2 separate regions of the Mus musculus genome follow, and region 2 is linked to region 1. A link is a contact called in public Hi-C data. All regions are on one chromosome and are shown on one strand. The core of a region is the stretch at or near the end of the contact, and the rest is flanking DNA. Distances in the headings are between cores, read along the strand shown.

Region 1 (5,855 bases), core at 1,959-4,458:
TACCACCACACCCCTCACACATGCACATACATATACACAAATGCCACCCCACATATATATGTGCATACACACACACATATATATATATATATACACACACATACATACACACACACATACATAACAGACATACACACCATCACCATCACAGTACTCATACACACATACACATACATATATACACATACAAACACACAGACACATACATATCATACACAGAGAGACAAACACTACCACATACACACACACACACACACACACACACACACACACACACACACACACACACCATACATACACTCAATTAAGGAGAGTGAGTTGAAATGCTAACATGAGAGGCATTGAAATGATTTGGGTGAAGAACGGAAGCTAAAAGCAAGCACTTTAGTAGTACCATACGCCCTCTGACCTGGCTTCCCTTCTCTGGCATTGTGTCCTTCAGGAAGTGCTTCATCATCTCCCAAATGAAACTATAGAATGCACCCTGCTGAGGACTGGGATGATGAGATGACCTAACTCAAATGCACACTCTAGCAGACAGCCTAGCATAAGAGGACATTTAAGGTTACTGGAAAATCAGGTGGTGGCAGAGCCTTGAAGTGGAAGCAAGAAAGTGCTTCTAAGGCATACTGGTAAGTTGTTTGTAGAACTCTTCACAAACTCAAACTCTATTAGTGGATGGATCATAATTCACCCCCAAATAACAACCAATGACACAGGTGGGTTTTAGGTTCTCAGCAGAGCCAGGTGAGTATCTGTGAGGCTTGGTAACAGTCAACCATGTGTCCATCCTGCCACCTGCCCACCCATATCACTTATAGTCTGCTTATATCCCTCAGCCATAGCTTCTGGGCCCGCAGAAGTGCCCAGAAGCTGAAGGTTGGAGAGCTAGCAAATGGCACTGTCCCGCTGTTTACCTGGAGCAGGCTGGCTGTGTGGAGCCTGGGAAGGCGGCTTGGGTGCAAGGGATGCGGTGTGATTCACCCCATTCTCTGCTGGCGTTGTCCTGGTTTCGCTTGGAGCCTCGGAAGATGTTTCTCCAGGGTCAGCCTAAGATCATAAACATCTTTTTAACTTTCTGCTTCATACTGCTTTTATTTTCTTCCTGTAACAGTAAGGCTACACATTATGGCATTTTCAAAATTCCTCTGGAGTCTGAAATACCAAATTTGAAACTGTCAAGAAAGCAAGATTAACTCAGCATAGTGTGAAATCAAGAAGTGTCAGGTTAATTGCACAATGTGCTCTGTTTCCACTCCAACTTTCTCATGCTCCTGAATAAAGCCTTCCCACACTGCCTCTGGATCTCCCTAGATGCTTCCATCAAATGAGAGAACAGCAACGTTTAATGCAAACAAAGGACCATAGAGAGTCTGTCCAGCCTTTACAGATTTCTGCTATAGTGGTAGACAAGGAGAGGCTCTGTGGAAGGACTGCTAAGCCCGATGTCCTGGGATAGACACCCCTAGCTGAATACACATGTGAGTGAAACAGCTAAACTGATCTCAGCTTGGTTCAGAGTAGCAGAGACAGGCTTCTGAATAAATAACACAGAAGGAAATGCTAGTTTGATTCATGCCACCAGCTTCCATGTCACAGCAAAAACCAAAGTGATGGGTACGAGTGCAGACTTTGGAACCAGGTGTCCTTGGATTCAAATTCAGTCCATTTAGCAAGTCACTTACTTCTCTGTGCCGTGTCTCCATCTTTATCCTTGAGGGTATACATGAGTTAGGGATCATAAGATTGCCTACCTTATGAGGTTTCTTCCAGGATCAAAACAGTTAATGTTTGGTAAGTATCTAGAACACTTTCTGGTTCAAGCTAAATAAGTAAATGCACGAAACAGTTATGATGGTATGCCATTACCAATGGACAAAATGAAATGTGCCAAGACTTGTGAGCCTGTTATCCTGTCCACTCCATCAGCTATACCCTATTGAAGGTAAGCATTCAGTAAGTGTCTGTAGCATCAATGCCGGTCCTATAAAATAATTGCCTCTATAATGGTATAGTCCTCCAACAGTGCTTCCCCACACTCCAAGTGCCTGACAGCTGGTTTAGACTTGCTTTCCATGTCCACAGCAAGTTTTTCTGGTGACGACTTTATCCCAGCATCTTTCTGTGTAATGCATTTATAAGTTATTATCAGGGATATTTTCTTCCATGGGTCACCTGGACGTCAACCCTGTGACATTTTGGCATGTAATTACAAAGAGCACACTGGAAATTTTACCAAAGGAAGGCAGAAGTATAAACAGCATCACTGACTCATGTTCTCATTCCCTCCTAAACTTGCTACTTTTCATCCTTGAAACAAAGCCTTACTGTACAGCTATCGATGACCTTGAACTCATGATATTCCTGTAGCCTCAGAGGTGGCATTGGATCAGTTCGTTCCCCAAAGCTTAAGTCAACAAATAGCACTGCTGATTGTCCAGGTTTCTTCAGTGTACCTTCTCTCACTGGGATGGAGCAGGAGAAGATAAGTGTTGGTACTGGGCTGGACATCAAAACGGGAGCCTAGCCATAGAATCTAGAAGCATTAGATTTTGCTATTGGGAAATTATATCTTTTGACAGATGGATAACAATGATTGGTAAGCTCTGGTATGGTCACATTAAGTTAGATTCCATTAGGAATAATCTCCCTAGAGTCATATGCCAAGAGGAATGATGACATATTCTTTGTTCAACCAGACATCGCAAATGAGAGTCTCCTGGCTCAAGTGCTGCCTATGGGTGGTACCTATGGTGCTATGTGGGTTTTTTGTTTGTTTGTTTGTTTTCTGCATTGGTTTCCTATATTGCCAGATTTTTCCATGCAGGACATGTCATACACAGAGAAGGTTTTTCTTGAAAGACAAAAAAAAAAAAAAAAAAAAATCAGAGTTAACGAACTGGACCTATAAAGTGGTGACAAGGAGAAGAGAAGCCATACCCAAACCCAGAGGAAGCTGTTATAAGTGGGACAGGCATGGTTCAATTACCACCTATACCCACGAGGTGTTGAAATAAGATGAAAAATTAAATATTTCTGGGAACTTACACATTTTCAAATGACCTAAAGGCTAAAGTGCACCTCCAGGCTGCACTGGACCCAGAACAGCCTTGTCTGCGTGCCCTGACTCGAGGAACAGAGTTTGCCTGGAATCCCCAAGCCAGAATGCTAAAGGGATGTTGTGTCTGGAAATGACCTAGGCCAGGAGCCAACAAATGTGCAGCTCTCGCTTCCTCCACCCTGCCAGACATGCGTCAGGAGAAGAGGGCAAGGAAGGCACTGATTAACAAGATTTTTGAGTAGTCAAATTTCCCAGGGGCCTCTGAGGATTTTTTTTTCTGGGGATAAATGTGATACAGTACTGAGCATCTATGATGGCAAACAACAAAAGACTGATGTCTGACAGTTTTGCCAAGGGATATGTAGAAAAGCCCCAGTTTCCCCATTGGGGAAACTGATAACAGGAGAGGCTGGGATTCTGTGGGCTGGATGGTGCTTTGTCTTGGCTTCATCTCTGCCCAGCCAGGTGGGCTGCCCTTTTGGCACCATGGCTGAGTAATCAAAGATGATATTGAAAGTCAGCACTAAACTCTATTAAAAGTAAGCCAGAGGTCAGATAGGAGACTTGAGAACTTATGATAGTTTAAGGTCTGAATAGTTTTAATAGCAGGCATTCTGTGTTCTATGACAGTGGCAGCTTAGGTGAACATTAATACAACAGTAAGCTATGGCTAAGATAGTGTCACACAGAAAGATGAGGGAATTACCAAAGAACTCACCCTGTTGCACTAGAATGACATGCAAATAATAAAATATAAAATAAATAATACGGTTAAATACCTTCAGTTGTGAAATACTAAACTTAACTTTTTGAAATAATTGAGAAACTCAAGTCCTTCCCATCACATAGATGTGTGAGCTTTAATGCAAAACACAAATTTTCTGTGTCCAGCTCAAAGGAATCAATACTTTTACTATGTTTCTCTCCAGGCCTCTCTATGACAGTTACTTTCATGTGTTTCAACAAAACAAGGAGAAATCCTTCCCCAAAGTGCTAGAAATTATGAAATAAATAAAGGCACCAAAGATATGTTTTTTATAAACTTAATTGGAAGGCCACTGGGATCCAATTAACATGAATTTCAATTAAGGAAGGGTCATATGGTGGAACTTCAGTTGCTCTTACTAGATTTTTGCTTGTAACCTCTGCCACCTAGTGGGCATATGGAATTACTACAGTATATTTTTCTTTAAAATAAGGCCAAAAATGGCTTTTAAAATTGATTTCATATTTAAAAATTAAATCTTTCTTTCCAAGAGTTAAGGTAAACACAATCTCTTTGAAATTATACCACATGTAAATCAGTAAACCTCCGTTCTTATAAGTTTTGTAGAAGGTACGGTGTACAAATAAATGAAAAACACTTGTGACCTGGACACAGAAATTTTGGCTTTAATAAACAAAACAAGCGGCTGAGAATACATAGCTTTAAAAAAAATCTGTGGGATGTTTAACATGAAAGTAAAATATCTTTCAACTATGAGATGTTACTGGGGTTAGTAGAGGAGATGTTACTGAGGTCACTAGAGGATACTGGTTATTCCTGATTCCTGGGCTGGTAAGACAGCTCAGTGGGTAAAGGTAAGGCCAACAAGCTTGCTACCTATATTTGAGCCCAGGGCCCCACATGGTGGAAGGAGGGAACAAATATCAGCGCTTTCCTCGGAACCTACATACCTGTTCTGAGGCACAATCATGTATGCACACCTCACAACACACACACACACACACACACACACACACACACACACACACACACACACACACTAAGTAAATAAACAGATGTAAAATTCATTAAAACACACTGTCCCTTTCATGTGGTTTTAGGATGACAGCATGTTGCCTTGGACCCTGGTGGGTAGGGGAAAGGCTCGCCACTTTCCCAGAACACCATGAAGGAGATTTATAATTTCAGGGTGTGCCATCCAGTCTCCTGAGGATGGATGTGGGCAGTGTTTATGGCCTTGTTAGAGGCAGCATTTTGGTTGAAGCAGCTTTTCAGGATGTATAGTTAAGTTGTACCTAAACTTTCCACTAGCTGAATGAACCGAGCTATTGTACCTGTCCCATCCCTAAGAAATTCAGGCTCAGTCCTGAAAAACACACATCTTGGTTGGTCTTCTCCAAGTGCGTGGGAGGGAAGCACACCGGCATTTGCAGCCCACTTTGAAATGCATTGAAAAATAAAAATAGATAAGTGGACAGAGGAATTTATATGTTATCAAGCGAAGAATGCCACTTAATTGTGGACTGAGATAAGAGTATCAGTTTTAAGATTCTTTCAAGTTCAAGTTGTACTTGAAGAGTCTGGCAGCACAAGTGATGGGCAAAGGCTTTACGTCGTGAGCAAGTTTGTCTCCTGTCTTTAGTTTTTGGCTTAAAAAAACAGGGGTTATTCATTTACTTATCTCCCATATGTGCTTATGTGCACTACATATATGCCCTTAGAGGGGAGACGAGAGCGTTAGGTCATTTGGAATTATAGTCATGGATAGATTTAAGTCCCCATATGGGTGCTAGATACTGAACCTGGGTCCTCTGCAAGAGCAGCATGGATTTTAACCATGGAGCTCATCTCCTGCCTCATTTTTCAAATGTCTTAATGAACACCTGATACGTAAATTTAGTTTGATATCTTTTGCAATCAATGTCTGGCAAGCTCTTTCAGTAGTAACTAGATTGGAATCCAAAGGGCTCTTCTCTCATGAAGGCTGCACCCCAATTTAGACAAAGCTATCATTCCCACCACATATTGACCTAGGAGTGACCACTGCAAGTTTAATGTGTGAACTTT
Region 2 (5,301 bases), core at 1,233-3,732, 770 kb before region 1:
ATTGTTGATAGTGTAGAAGCCAGAGACCTCAAACCAGCCTGATGACTCAATGCAATGAACATTTGCCAAGTAAAGATGTGTGGACAAAAGAGTATAGTGTGGAATACGCTGTGACACTGTAAGACTCTAGCAAGCGTTAGCTTACTGGGAACCCCCTGAGTGAACCACGTGGAGCTGGAATCAATGCAAAAGGCAAGAGGAATTTATTGTTCCCGTGCACTGGGAACATCCCAGACCCAAAGGAGAGGAAGTGACCCCCAGCGGCCTGTTCATCAAGTTTTTATATGGTTTCCAGGGGGCAATAGAGTATCAGCAACTAGGCACAATATGATTGGTGGTACAGCGTGCCCTTTAAACTGATTGTTCTTTGGGGAATGAGGTAGTAGGGGCTTATTCAACCTCTCCCTTCTGGCCTACATGCTCTCTGACCTGTCTCTTCCAGGAGGGGAGGGGTCCAGTGGAATTTTTCCCAATCTGCTTTTATACTATTTTAATCACATGCAAGTAATAAAGTCAAGCAGTATAATAAACACAAATAGTCAAGGAATAAAACAAGGCAATAAGCAAAGTCCTGTGATCACTGTTTCTAAGCTTATAAGTATGACCAAAATATCTGAGCCTACTTCCTTGTCCAAGCCCCAAATCAAATTCTTGCCTAAAGCCTACCTCATTTGTTCCACCCTAAAATTAAGATTCCTGCCTGAACTTACTTCCCTGTCCTAGTCTAAAATTAGATTCCTGCCAGAGCTTACTTCCTTGTCATGGCCTAATGTCAGACTCCTGCCTGAAGCCCATTTCCTTGTCCTTGGCCAATGTCAGATTCCTACCAAGCAGCCCCCAAAGCTCCCCACAGTTGTTATTTATTTCTTTGGGGGAAGTGAGGTTGCAAAGACAAAGGGCAGATATGAAGGGATGAGGAAATGAGAGGGATTGGGGTACATGATGTGAAACTCACAAAGAATCAATTAAAACGTTTATTTATTTATTTATTTATTTATTTATTTTAAAGGACTGGGTATAAAGACTTTTGTAAGTTCCCAAAGACACCACATCTCTGCAGCGCTAAAGATGGTGGTAGCTTTTGATCAGGCTTTCCTTTTATGGAATGCAACTAGCATTCTCTTTATAACTAAACACCCTTCGAGAGATTCCTGTCGGGGAGCTCACTGCATTGTCCAGTGGAAGCCGGATGAGGGCATACATGAAGTACTGCCAATTTTCTAAATGTGTTTGTACACAAGATAAAGAGTAAGTAAGCGAATTTGTAGGGGAGAGGAAAATGTTAAGCGCCTGGAGCTGTGTATGCAGCTTAGAGGATGCGACTTGCCTAACATATGTGAGGTCCTAGGTTCAGTACCCTAGGTTGCCAGTATTGTGGCAAAAAGGGAACAAAAACAAAAATAGGAAAAAAAAAATCTTTACTTTATTCAATAAATCATAGACATTAATGCATAATGAAATCTCACAAAATAAAATTATGGCAAATTATAACTAAAGAGTGAGATCCAATAAAAGTATATGTTTTAGAAAGATACGTGGATACAATAGGCTCTCTGCTTGAGCACAGTGGCTGATCTGCACATTCAGTGGCTCTTCTGGGCCCAGGAAAAAAGCTCTCAAATTTTGGAGAACCAGAGAAGCAGCCTTTCCCTCAGGAACACGGAGCATTTCCTTTCCTAACTTTACGTCTCGGAGGTCTGTCTGTGGGCCTCTCATGGTCTGTGAACCATGTCTTCTTTGTTTCACAATATCTTCTTTGTTAAGTAGTCATAATATAAAAACACAACTGTTGTGGTACATTTGTGGAAGGAAAGATCATATTGTTTGTGTCTCTTCTGGGGTGTGTGTGTGCTATTTGGGTCCCAGGTTTATCTAGGATATTACTGGAGGAAATGGACTTGTTCATCTTTTTCAACATGGCAAGGTAACTCAGAAATAAGACATGAATTCCCTCTCAATATTTCTACATGGGTTCCTGCTATCCCGTTGCTATCTTTGATAGAATAGGCCAGATGATCTAGTAAATGCTACAGACTCCTGCATGCCGGACTTGAACTTGCTCTCTGAGATGTTTGGACAAGCATAAATATGCTCTGTTCCATCATGGTACCATAGCATCTCTGGAAACATAATAAACACCTCAAAAGTGCTCTTTATGCTGCAAATCAACCATTTTCCACATTTTATTATGAACCGCTGTTGCTGTTCATATAAAACAAAGGAATGAATGATCCTACCAATGTGAATTTAAGGAAGAGAAAACCCGTTTTCCTTTTGTGTGTTACGTGCTTATATAATGCCATGCTGCTGTTCCAAGGCCTCACTTTGAGTGACAGGAAGAGACACTCCAGCACTATGACCCAGAGAGCCTAGAAGTGAGTGACCTGGTACCACCAACAGAGATGCAATTGTCTGAGAAGGGAAAGCTGGCTTCAGGAATGTGCATGAACTAACCAAAGAATGCAAATATGGACCTGCAGCTGAGAGCTGTTGTCATCTAGTCTGCCTAATGCAGATGCTGCAGACTCTCCCACTGCCTTAGCCATTCTGAAGGATAATAACTCTTAAAAACAGTAAAAACCTCCAGCTGCTTTCTTAACCTTTTCATTCGATTTCAAAGTGATGAAATGCCAAGAATGAGCACAGCACACTTATCTTTCAGATAAACAGGGAGATGACTTCGAAGGTAGGAAGGAAGGAAGGAAGGAAGGAAGGAAGGAAGGAAGGAAGGAAGGAAGGAAGGAGAAAACTCATACTCTGTATAATTATAAAGTAAGTCAAAGACATTGCAAAGTCAGTGCTTTTGGTGTGCATGAAGAAAGCTTCAGAGACTCAAAATTTTTCTCTAGGAGAGCATTGGGTTCCTATGTAGAAAATAGTAAACGTCTGGGTACAAAGAGAGCAGCCAAGTCATGAGAGCATTAATAATATCATTTCTTTGGCTTTTAGTAATTTAAGGTCCACCCTTCCTTGGTTACCTTTCTGTTTCTGTGATGAACATATCCTGAGAAAAAGAATTACAAGAGAAAGATATATGATGGCAGTGGTTGGAGAGATAGATTGGTGGATGGATAGATAGATAGATAGATAGATAGATAGATAGATAGATAGATAGATAGATAACCAGATTTCATCTCATAGCTTACGCTGCGCTAGAACTTAGTATGTAGTCCATTATGTCCTTCAACTTTAAAATTAGTATTACATTGTTTTGAGGGACAGGGGTGGGAGGAAGGGTGTACCACACTGTGAGGTATGAGGGAATCTGTTGTTTTGTTCATTCAACCATGTGGTTCCCAGACTTAAGTCAGCAGCTGCCTTGGAGGCAAACATTTGTTCCAACAAGGCCATACCTTGTAATCCCTCTCAAGTTGTCCCACTCCCTAATGTCCAAGCATTCAAATATAACTATTCAAACCAACATAATTGTCAAAGAAAGGAACTATTCTACTTCAGGAAACCCAGGCTAAGATGTGAAGATAACGTGAGAGATTTGCAGAACTACCTGCTATCTGTTAGATTTTGTTTCATTAATCATGGTGTGTTCCTCTCCCCTAAAATGCATTTTTTTCACTAAATGAATATTGAGCTGGGTATTTCCGTTGTCCGCAATGATGCCTGGTCAATGAAATAGCCATAATAAATATCCAAGAACATTCCATTTCAAGCTGACTTTTACCTCAGGCTGGCCAGAGTAACCTCTGGCTGCCTGCTTTGTGTTGCAAGCAGGAAGAACTCAGTCTATAACCTTTAGCAGGGAATAGGAAGTCAGCTTCAAGCTTGGTTTCTTGTGGAATTCTTCAGTGTATGTGTTGGTATTATAGTGATGTAGAGAGCAGAGAAAATGGCAAATAGTAGAACACTTTCCAATTCAAGATGAAATCTCTATTTCCATGAAGTTCGCAAAACCTTCCTTTAAAATATTTTATTCTCTTAGAGTTTGTGCAAATTGCACATGCCTTTAATCCCAGCATTTGGGAGGCAGAGGCAGGCAGATTTCTGAGTTCGAGGCCAGCCTGGTGTACAGAGTGAGTTCCAGGACAGCCAAGGCCTCACAGAGAAACCCTGTCTCAAATAAATAAATAAATAAATAAATAAATAAATAAATAAATAAATTTTTTAAAAAAACTTTATATTTAGTTAGTAAATGATTGGTTTATTTTGGATCCCACATGATTACCAGTATTATACAGCTTGTTGAGTGGTTTTTGTCTTGTTTTTATTTGGGGTTTTCAGTGTTTTGGGGGGTTTGTTGTTGTTTTGTTTTGGGGGGGTTGTTGTTGTTCTTTTGGCTATTTGTTTGTTTGGTTTTTGCTTAGAAATCTTCACAATACCTCCCCCTCTGAGATATGCTGACCAAACTGTCACATTTTCCAGAAACAATGTAATGTTCAAGTCTCATCCAACTGCCCCAACCCAATTAGCCCAGTGGGAAAATGTAGAAAATAGATGTGATACTTCAATATCCAACCAAGAATTTGAATGTTTTGGGGAGGCTAAGGATGTCAGATTTGTGGTGATTATGGATCCAGACATTTCCAGTCACTTGTGTGACAGGTAAACTGGTTCTCCCTGTACAGGATCAGAATTCAGGTATGGAGTTTAAAGGCAGATACTTCCTAAACGTACCTTAGTTTATTCTCCAGTCTTGGGAATTTTTGCTTTCTGGCCTCTTGAGAAATATTTACTGTTACAATGTAAAGCACAGCCTAAGGTGCAGAGAAAATGCTGATTTTGAAAAGGAAATGTAAGGTCTTATTAGGGCAAAACTGTTAATTACACACTTCATTATTGTCAAGGTTAATACAGACAGGGAGAACAGAGGCACTTTTTCATTTCTTCCCCGGGAACAAGGGGAGACAGCTGTTCTCCTGGACAGATCCATTAACGCTTATCACCAGCCGCCAGCCTGCACAAGTCGGGCCATGAAATATGGCTGCTGTCACCAGGAGGCAGACCGGATGCGGAGCTGGTCCAGGTTACAGAGGAAAGACAATGAGAACCCAGGCTTCAGATGCAAATAGATTGCCTTGCATTGGTTTTTAATGCCTGCAGCTTCCACAGCATAAAATTCACTGATACTCTTGTAGTTATTGTATTATTGATCTCTCTAAAATGACATAAATCTCATTTCAAATAAACGTCAGACACCGACTCTGACGAACAGCAGTCCTTCCATTTGATGCCTGTCAAAGCTACATTGGACAATTCTGCATGTTTGGATTTCATTGTTGTTGCTTTGATGGTTATAATTCCATAAGGAAAACGCAAGTCAGCAAAAATAACTATGCCTTGGGTTCT

Evidence for each region. A called contact is a pair of places that touch in the nucleus more often than the background predicts.
Region 2: a contact with region 1 is called in a Hi-C map of the N1E-115 cell line, with 8 times the contacts expected there. The contact joins two enhancer-like sites. A contact is called at or near these places in 19 of 39 promoter capture datasets (the 3T3-L1 cell line, 3T3-L1-derived adipocytes, the C10 cell line and 11 more), 2 of 15 datasets of contacts at CTCF or cohesin (large pre-B cells and pro-B cells), 79 of 484 Hi-C or Micro-C datasets (the 3T3-L1 cell line, 3T3-L1-derived adipocytes, the AML12 cell line and 40 more) and 1 of 115 datasets of contacts at active chromatin or transcription factors (astrocytes).

Annotation. Positions count from the first base shown.
Region 1 is chr2:135,354,849-135,360,703 of GRCm38.p6, reverse strand. It overlaps Plcb1 (phospholipase C, beta 1), which reads right to left. Exons shown (of 32, transcript NM_001145830.1): 24 at 918-1,050. Among named protein-coding and RNA genes, the nearest start is that of 4930545L23Rik, 140 kb to the right of the region's middle. Within about 2 kb of position 3,208, at least 2 of the 459 cell types and tissues checked have an H3K27ac peak or open chromatin away from gene starts, as enhancers often do. A contact at or near this core is called in the N1E-115 cell line, where this site is marked.
Region 2 is chr2:136,121,677-136,126,977 of GRCm38.p6, reverse strand. The region is part of intron 3 of Pak7 (p21 (RAC1) activated kinase 7); the gene reads left to right. Among named protein-coding and RNA genes, the nearest start is that of Gm14218, 13 kb to the left of the region's middle. Within about 2 kb of position 2,482, at least 6 of the 459 cell types and tissues checked have an H3K27ac peak or open chromatin away from gene starts, as enhancers often do. A contact at or near this core is called in the N1E-115 cell line, where this site is marked.